Regions from separate parts of the Neogale vison genome. Here region 2 is linked to region 1. A link is a contact called in public Hi-C data. All regions are on one chromosome and are shown on one strand. Each heading gives the region's core, a stretch centred on a gene start, on an enhancer-like site or on the middle of the called end of the contact. The rest is flanking DNA. Distances are from core to core; before and after follow the strand shown. Region 1 holds the start of TNRC6B (trinucleotide repeat-containing gene 6B protein). Region 2 holds the start of RPS19BP1 (active regulator of SIRT1).

Region 1 (4,766 bases), core at 1,619-4,118:
CTAGATGAGCACACGGCATTTATCACAATAACAAGGTCCTGGGGGTAAGATTTGCATAAAGCGCTCCGAAAACCTTGCCCTTCTGAATTGAATGCATTTATATTTATAAGAATGAAAGAAGGAAGAAATAAAAACAAAGCTGGGATGTAATTTTGTAAAAATGTTCTTAATTTCTAAAAACTAAGAATGAATTAAATTTAATACTGACGTCTTAAGTTAGGCATGGGCAGCCTCACCATCAGTGGCACTTCTCATTTCTTTTCCTACTTTTCAGAGTCCTTTCTGCCTTATTTCCTCAGGATAAATTAGGAGGCAAAATGGAATAAGGGCAGGCTTTGAAACCAGACAGATGTGAAACTAACTAAACCTATCCCTCCAAGTTCCTAGCTGTGCAGCTCTTGGATGGTCTTTTTCCTAGCCACAAAACAGTGATGTCACCTACATGACAAATCTGAGGTAAGGATTAGGAAAAAAAAAAAAATACAGAGGCTGGCATATTAGAAAGCAGTGAATGTTGGTTAATATTTTTACCATCATTTGAACAAATAGTATTGTTCTGACTTAAAACATTTTTAAGTGCTTCTATTTTAATGAAGAAGAAAAAAATTTTTTTCAAGGGCACAGCATGTATATGGTACTTTAGAAAAGCAGCTTGGTAATTTCTTCTTCTTAAGTCCTATCAGAAACTATTCTGCTCAAATAATGATGTTTGGGACAAGCACCTAAAAACAGCCAGGAACCAAGAAAATATAAAGGCAGCTGTTATCATCATCGCTGTGTCCAAGTGGGACAAGCCAGTCGCTTTGTGTTCTGGATCCCTTAGTGTAGGTACCTACTCCATTCATATCCCTCCCACTACCTACCTACAGCCACAAAGCACGCTGCAGGGGTGCTAAAAGTTCTGCTTTTAAAGAGGCATTTACACAACACTACCAAAACAATAAATATAGTTTCAAAGCAGAAATCACTGATGCCTCTCCAAATCAACAGGAAGCTATCCTCCACTGAAATTCCCTACAACTATGAAGGAAATAGCCTCTATTCTTAAACTTTCACAAGATGCTAAGATGCAAGATGTTTATACACCTTATTTCTGTATGCTTAACTCCTGGGAGTAGCCGGGCAGGGGTAGGAAGGCAACCCATAACGTTTTATTCACTATGGAGAAATATCTCTGGCCAATTCTGTCTTGCATAATTTTGCTTATATTGTAATACAAATGACCACCTTGAAATTCGTCTTATTCCTCGCACAATTTCCAGCATAGATGCTGAAGAGTAATAAAACAGCCGAGAGATACGTGAGAAAGCAAGGAATCTTAAAAGACAGAGACTAGTCCACTGTCCCTAAAGAACTGAGGATGGGCTGGTCCTTACTTAAGACACCTAACAAGAAGCTACGGTTACTGGGTGTCCTCAGCCACTTTAGCGTGCCCGGCCCCCCGATGGCTAACAAACCCGCTAGTTTGAAGCTAAGGGGAGCCAGCTCGGGAGGACACAGGAAACACCCCTCGTGCCGTCTGGTCCCATTTCCTCGTGGCCAGCCTGAATCGCCTCTCGAAGGTGGCCACGCCGCAGGGCTCTAAGGTGAGGGGTGCGACACCCCCCCCCGCACACCCCCGGCCCGGATTAAGCAGGGGAACGCGTTCGCGCTGTCACGCAGCTCCCGCGCCGTCAGGGACCGGGAGGCTCCGAGGCCTGACGCCTCCCTCTGCACCACCCGCCCCGCCAGGCAGGGGGCCCGACGCGCCTCCGCTGGGGCCCCCGCTCTCCGCCGCGACAGGGAGCGCCTCGCCGCCCCGGAGGCCCCCCAGCGACGGGAAGCGAACCCGACTCGACCAGCCCACCCGGAAGCCCTCCCCCAGCTCACACCTGCTGGCGCGTGACGCCCGGAGCCGCGCGCGCCCGCCCGCCTGCCCCGGCCCTGCCATTCCGAGCGCCCCTTCTCTGCGCGCGGGACGTGGCCCGCGTCCCTCCCAGCCCCGGGGTCAAACCCACCACATGCCCGCCCCCACGGAGCGCGAGCTCAACGCCGCCGCCCCCGCCGGGGCCCGCGCGCGCTCCCGCCCCCCCCCCCAGGCCCTGTCCCCGCCGCGCGCGCTCACTCGCGAGGACACGCACACGCTGCGCCTCAGCTTGACAGGCCGGCCCGCGCCGCGCGCTCCCGCGGCTGTCCTCGCCCACCCGGCAGCCCAGCTCTGACTGGGCGGTGCGCGGGGGAGGGGAAGGGCGGCAGTGGCCGTCTGTCCTCACTCACCGCCGAGCCGCGCCGGCTCCCAGTGCGCGGCGTTCCGCTGTGAGGCGATGCGCTGCGATGCGCGCGGTCCCCGCTTCTCCGCAAGCAATGGAGGCGACGTAGTAGGGGGACTGAAGGGGCGCGGGGGGTCACTCCCTCCCGCTTCACCTCCCAGAAACACGGGGACCCCAGAAACTAAAAACAAAATAAACAAACTTTCCCCTCCGCCTCCCTCCCCCAAAACCACAACACAAACACTCGGGAGCCCGCCCAGAGCCCCACTCCATTGGCCGTAGGGAGGATGCTTCCGGCTCTCACTGGCTGACTTTTGTGCCCATCAAGCTGCGGTTCCGCCCCTCCAATTCCTCGCCGCTGCCGTCGCCCCTCATTGGTCAAGTGCTTCCCGTTTGACGAGCTAGGATTGGCTGAGCTGCCTGCGCCAATCATTCGGGGACACACCCCCTCAGCATCCCAGAGGCCGCTTCCTTGGTCGCGGACGCGGAGAGGCGAAGGGGAAACTAGAGCATGATGGCGGCCGAGCTCACTTGGCGCAACCATCCTCTTTTTTCTTTTTTTAGCTCATTGGTGCCTCGCCCTCGCGCTGTTTCCCCTGAGCTCCTCTCTCCATCCAGTATTGCCTAATAACGGAATCTATACGCGCCGGCTCCTTGATTTATCCCCTTCGAAGTGCTGAGTGTGGGCTGGCTGTGCGTCATTGGACTGTCAGAATGTCACTCTCTAGTCAAATCTTCAAGCTATTGGTGGGGCAGTCAGAAAACCCGTCCAACAACAAGGACTAGTGCTATTGGTTTGACTCCACAGAGTTCTTTCCTGGTACCTTATTGGGTAAATAGGCGCGTCCGTCAGATCGGATTCTCCGTGCTACGATTAATTGTTTGCTGAGAGTTTGGATGGCTCGGGTCGTTTGGGCCGTAGTTGACGATAATAATGACTGTCGTTTATTTTGTGCCTGCTTTGTGCCACCTACTGTTCTGGGGTTCTTACAGGGATTTTCTGACTAAATCTGTGAGTTTTACATTCTCTGAATTTTACAGATAGAAACGAAGGCTCTGAAGAGATGTAGGACACCTTCCCAAGGTCACCCAGATAGAACGTAATTGGTGAACCCGGCGTTGGTCCTAGGACCATCTGACTCCAGAGCCTTTGCTGTTTTAATTGGTGCCTCTTCCTTCGGAATCTTACCTGACAGCCAACGCAGCATCTTCAAAATGTGTTTATTCCGAATGTATTCCCCCCCCCCCATCAGTTTCTGTAGGTGACATTGTGGGAGACTAAAGCTGTGGAGAGGTTGTCATTGCCGCCACCGCATTCTCCTCTACGGCACCCGTTCCTCTCCACCCCAAAGTAAACCATCTTGGTGTTTCCTGACCAGAAGCCCATCTACTTCTGTGTTTATTTTCTCAGCTTTATAAATGAACATTTCTACCATCCTTGTGTGCCAAGCCTACCTCCTCAACCCTCACTCATCTATCTCCAGCTCACTCTTTGGAGAGAGACCTCAGAAAGAGAGTCTAAAGAGAGATAAAGAGTAAATTGCTTTAGAAATAAATAATTTATTACATACAAATGGAACAGCCCTTCAGCTCCTGGGAAGCTTCCAGAGTGGCCCCTGATGCTGTGCGAGACGTGTGCTCCTGGCTCCTTGCCATTAGATTCTTTCTCTGTGGCAGCTTTCAGGGAAGTGAATCCAACATTCCAGCCAGGGGAGGGCAGGATGCTTAGGACCCACTGCCAAAGAGCCAGGCCCAGCCTCTGGGACTGAAATGATCTCCAGGAGCACAGCTCTGGACTCCAGCCTGCATTCCGTCTTGGGTAATTAACATTTTACCATCCCAAATCCCCATCCCCTGTAGCTTCAGTGGGATCACCGCCCTTGTTTCACTTCCTGATCCAAGCTGTTGTGTAACCTCGTTGGCACTGCTTTAGTAATAAAACAACCACTGTAATACTGTAATGCTCAACACTTAACAGATTTTCAGCAGAGGAAGACAAGGCATTTCACAAACATCAATTAAGATTAAGTGGCAGGTAATTCCTGGCAACTGCCACAGCAGGACAGAAGAAAGATCATGAGTCAAATTCTAATAAAGGTCCTAAGAACCTGAATCCTTAAAAGAACATGCACATACCCCATCCTAGCATTCCAATATGGGGATTCTGAATCAGAAGACACAATGAATGAGAAATGTTCAGAGTTCAAAACCTTTCTTATCTTCATTTTGGTTTTTTGTAACTCTTTTCACCCATAAACCAGTGCTTGGTTTTACAGTTAATTGTCAAACACATCTGTCTGCCCCCAATTAGTTGTAAGTTCCTTGAAAACAAATGGTTTCTTTTTCATCTTTGTATCCCTTAAATTGTTCTGATTATAAAAGGTCCCCAAACAAATAATTATTCAATAAATGTTTATTGAGTCTGTCAGCACTTTCCTAAGGTAGAAGGGCTATACAGTTGAATAAAACACCTCTGCCTTCAGGGAACCTTCAAGTCTAGCGGGGGTGGCCAAAAGA
Region 2 (4,766 bases), core at 1,316-3,815, 410 kb after region 1:
CCGCGATGGAGAGGAGGAAGGGAATACATAGAGCTTGGTCCTTTGCCATCCTGAGAGACAGACTCACACATCCTACAATCACCTGTACATCTCTACCTAGCCTCCCACAGGCATCCCAAACTCAACTGATGTTCAGTTCGTATAAATCCAACCGATTTGAACATTTATTGAGTGCTTACTATATGTTCTGGGAGGTAGAGATATAACCATGAACAAAACCAAGATTCCTACCCTTGTAGCGGGGTGTGGTGGGGGGGAGACAATAAACAATAAACATCTTAAGAAAACACTCTGGCGGGGCGCCTGGGTGTCTCAGTGGGTTAAAGCCTCTGCCTTCGGCTCAGGTCGTGATCCCAGGGTCCTGGGATCGAGCCCCGCATGGGCTCTCTGCTCCGCGGAGAACCTGCTTCCCCCTTTCTCTCTCTGCCTGCCTCTGCCTACTTGTGATCTCTCTCTGTCAAATAAATAAATAAAATCTTTTTAAAAAAAAAAAAAGAAAGAAAGAAAGAAAAGAAAACATTCTGGCTATTTTAGATGCAGACAAAAAGAGCATGTCTGACAATGTAACTGTGTTCCATGACCCCCCACAGTCCTCAAGGCAAATTCATGGAGTTGGATGCAAATTAGAACATCGTTCCCTGGACCACCTGGGTGGCTCAGTCGGTTAGGCGATGACTTCTGCTCAGGTCATGATCCCAGAGTTCTGGGATTGAACCCGCATTAGGCTCCCTGCTCAGCAGGGAGTCTGCTTGTCCCTCTGCCCCTCACCCCACTCTTGCTCTCACTTTCTCTCACTTGCTCTCACTCACACTTTCAAATAAATAAAATCTTTAAAAACAACAACAAAAAATACCCACCCTTCCCTGGTCACCCCTCTGGAGCCACTCCTGTCCCAGGGAGTATGATGCCTTAGCTAAGGTGTCCTCCTTCCTGGGACTCTCCCCTCCCACAAGAATGGCTCCTTTTCTCCAGAGATCTCTTGCTCCTGTGGGCTTGTCAGCCACCCCCCCACCCCAGCATCGCCCCAGCACTGCCCCACTATTAGCCTGTGAGGCAGAGCACACACACACATACACACTCAGGCTCTGTGTCTTGATTCCCAGTACCAACACCAACATGTGTAACCTGGACAGACTCCTTGGCTCTGTGCTACTGTTTCCTAATCTGTAAAATGGGGTCGGGACCAGGGGTGGGGAGGGGTGGGGGTTGCTCCTACCCCAGAGTTATGGATGGTAGGGGAGTAGATGAGTTAACAAATGCAAACAGTACCTTAACATAGTGTATTCTATTACTGCCTTCTGTTTAGGTGTTCTCCCCCACTGGACTAGCTCGTGGAAGTTAGACAGTGAGGTTCATCCAGCAATGTCATCTCCATGTCCCTCTCCACAGCGCCAGGCATACAAAAGGCCCTCAAATCATATTCCCTGACATTCACCACTCATCTGTTGAGTGCCTTCTGCATTCCAGGTACGGGGCTAGGAGCTGCAGGTGGAGTTGTGAACAGGGCAGGATTCCTCCCCACTGTAAGAAGAGTAATTTCAAGCCCAGAAGTTCTCAAACTTTCTGGTCTGAGAAACTTTTTTTTTTTTTTAAGATTTTATCTAATTGTTTATTTGACAGCAAGAGCAGGAACACGAGCAGGGGGAGTGGGAGAGGGAAAACAGGCTTCCCAACGAGCAGGGAGCCGGGTTGCGGGGCTCCATCCCCAGACGCTGGGATCATGACCTGAGCCGAAGGCATCACCTAACCGACCGAGCCACCCAGGCGCCCCGGTCTGAGAAACTCTTGACACACTTAAACAAGTTCACGATCCCAAAGAGCTTTACGGTGTGTGACTACCTCCTGGTATTTACTCTATTGGAAACTAAAACTGATAAGTTTTTAATTTTTAAAATTTAGTAAGTTAATACATTGTATTTATTGATTTATTTTTTTCAAAACAATAGCAAACCCATTGCGTGTTATAAAAGGCCGTGGGGGGCCCTGTGGCCCAGTGACGTTGCCAGACATGCTCTGCTTGCCTGCTCTATGTTGAATAAATATTTCTAATGAAAATGGCTGTATTTTCCAAGGCAAACAAAAGAGCGGGAAAACACTGATACGGTTTTGCTTTTTTTTTTTTTTTTCAAATGTCTCTCATATCTGACATAATGGAAGAAAAGCGGGATTCGCATGCCACACTCCACCTGTGCGATACGTTGCTTTGGTCGATGTATGTGAAAAAGAACCCGATTCTACAATTCCCTTTACCGAAACACTGCGTATTTGAACACTCCGCTCTGTCTCCCGCCTCACCCAGTACGAAGCTTCGGGACTCTGGAAAGCCGACCCGCGGCTGGTCACCGACGGCTTCTGGAAGAAGGCGTGGCCTTCTTAGGATTGGACAGCATGTGTGTCCTTCTGCAGGTTGACCCCGCCTCCAGTCCCCGCCCCTATTTCCCTCCGTAGTAAAGTGGCGACCCCAAACGCATGCGTCCTTAGGCAGGCGGGCACTTCCGCCCGGTCACCCCGGAACCTTCTGTTCCCGCTCGCGTTTCCGTCGAGACGACGAGGGCCGCCAAGGCGGAAGTAGCGTGGTGTGTGGGCGGAACCAAACACGGTCATGTCGGCCGCCCTGCTGCGGCGCGGCTTGGAGCTGCTAGGGGCGCCGGAGGGTGAGGAGGTCCTGGCCGGGGACGCGCAGCGCGGGCAGAGGGTCGGAAGGGGCGGCGGGGAAGATTCCAGAGGTTACGGGACTGTCCAAGCCGGGCTTGGCCTTGGGGGGATGGAGACCCTGCGCGCCCTCCGACCCGGTCCGTTCCTCTCTCCCTTCCCCTGCAGCCCCCCGGGCCGCGGCAGGCCCGGCCAAGACGACCGGGGCCCCGGCGAAGCGGACCCGGAAGGCAAAGGCAACCCAGGCCCAGAAACTGCGGAACTCGGCCAAGGGAAAGGTGCCCAAGTCCGCGCTCGGTGAGCTCGGGAAGGGGGCGACACCCTGGAGGAGGGGGCGCTGGAGGCTGAGCTTGAAGGGGTGGCCGGGCGTTTCTGGAATAGCAGGTGTGCGCCGGACGCGGAGCCGGGTCCTGGGAGTACGGGGCTGGACGAAACTCCTGGTCCCGGCCCTCTTGGGCTACTGCCCCAGTGGGAAGAAAAGTACCAGCGTTTCGGATGCGGAGAGTAATTGCTAAGTGTGATGAGGCCTGTGGAGTAAGACTGGCGTGCTCTGGGACGGACTTAAAATAAAAAACCAAATCAGAGTGCCCTGCTGAAATGGCATTTAAGCCCATAACTGAAGGAAGTGTAAGACTGAGCCAGGGGAAGAGCGCTCTAGAGAAGATAGCTCATGCAGAGGTAGGTAGAAGCTCGTTGCTGTGGCACTTGGACTGGGAAAGGTGACATAGTGGACAAGACCAGAGATGGATCGCTTAACAAGGCGTGAATGTTCTGCGTGCCTGGTGTGTTCTAAACCCTGCATACATAAATGTTCCCTCTTTGGTTCCTCACGCGACCCTGTGAAGTCGGTGCTGCCATGACCCCCCATTTGTCAGATGCAGAAACAGGCACTGGTCCAGATGGCACAGGTGGGAACCAGGCAGTGTGTCTGCGGAGATTTGCTATCACCTACTCGGTTCGGGTGGGAGACACTGTGGCCTGGGCAGCCACGATGCTGCAGGGGGAAGATGTGAAGAGAGGGAAGGTTGCTGGGCTTCAGCGGTGAATTGGCTGCAGGGGCGGAGGAAGAGGGAGACACAAGAACAGCCCAGTTTCTAAGAGAGCATCTTGGGAGATAGGGTGCCATGTAACAGGAGGGACGGGCTTAAGGAGGGACAGGTGTGGGCTGGATGGCGGGGTCTTTTGACATGTGGCAGAGCTCGGTGAGCTCCTAGGGTGTCTCTGAACATGTACCCAGAGCCTGGTACATAAAAGGTGTTCAGGTATTTGTTGAAAGAACTATGAATTCCAGGCAGGAAACGGCGTGAGCAAGAATGAGGAGGCAGAAGAGTGAGGTGCGTGTAAGCAGCAGTGGTGTTGATGGGAAACAGGAGCATGGGGGGCCAGGGGTCACCTCCTGTGGCCCAGCCCTTGTCCCCACATCCCATCATGCTGCCTAACAGACGATGAGGGGACTCTGGGGCCACCTCGGTGTGAGCCTCATCATCTCTTGCTTGGATTATTTCAAAAACCTCTTCACCTCCACTGCCCCACCCGGTAATGTTGTTCGCCCCACAGCAGCCAGAGTGATCCTGTGAAGCGGTAAGTGGGACCGGTCTCTCCCGGCCTCACACCCTCCAGTGGCTTCCATCAGACTTGCTACCTCATGAAGCCCCACGTGGTCTGCCCCGTCTCCATCTTCACGTCCTACTGCTCTCCCCTGGCCGTTCTAGCCATTTGCTGTTCTCCAGACACATTAACCGCACTACTTCAGGTTCTTTGCACTGGCTGTTCCCTCTACTTAGAATGCCCTTCCCCAGCATCCACACTCTCTCCTATGAGTGTTTGCTAAAACGTCTACACTGAGGCCCGCTCAGACCCTCCTATGAGAATTGCAGCCCTTCGGCCCTGGCATTCCTCATTTCTCTCTCTCTACTGTGGTGTTTTTCTTCATAAAATGCATCACTCTCTAAAGTACTGTTTCTCTCATTTACCATGTTTCCTTGCTGTGGAGTGTAAGCTCCACGGGGTGGGAATTTTTGCTCTGTTTTCTGCTGTTTGTCCCGCATGTAGCACAGGGTCTGCCATGCAGGAAGACTTGTTTGTTGCTTAAGTCACTTGAGCATCTGGGAGTG

Evidence for each region. A called contact is a pair of places that touch in the nucleus more often than the background predicts.
Region 2: a contact with region 1 is called in a Hi-C map of muscle, with 16 times the contacts expected there. The contact joins the promoter of RPS19BP1 here to the promoter of TNRC6B in region 1. A contact is called at or near these places in 2 of 3 Hi-C or Micro-C datasets (fibroblasts and muscle).

Annotation. Positions count from the first base shown.
Region 1 is chr12:8,543,817-8,548,582 of ASM_NN_V1, forward strand. TNRC6B (trinucleotide repeat-containing gene 6B protein) reads right to left here and starts at 2,869. Exons shown (of 26, transcript XM_044229099.1): 1 at 2,554-2,869. The coding sequence starts at 2,624.
Region 2 is chr12:8,957,314-8,962,079 of ASM_NN_V1, forward strand. RPS19BP1 (active regulator of SIRT1) reads left to right here and starts at 2,566. Exons shown (of 4, transcript XM_044227703.1): 1 at 2,566-2,654; 2 at 2,821-2,949. The coding sequence starts at 2,603.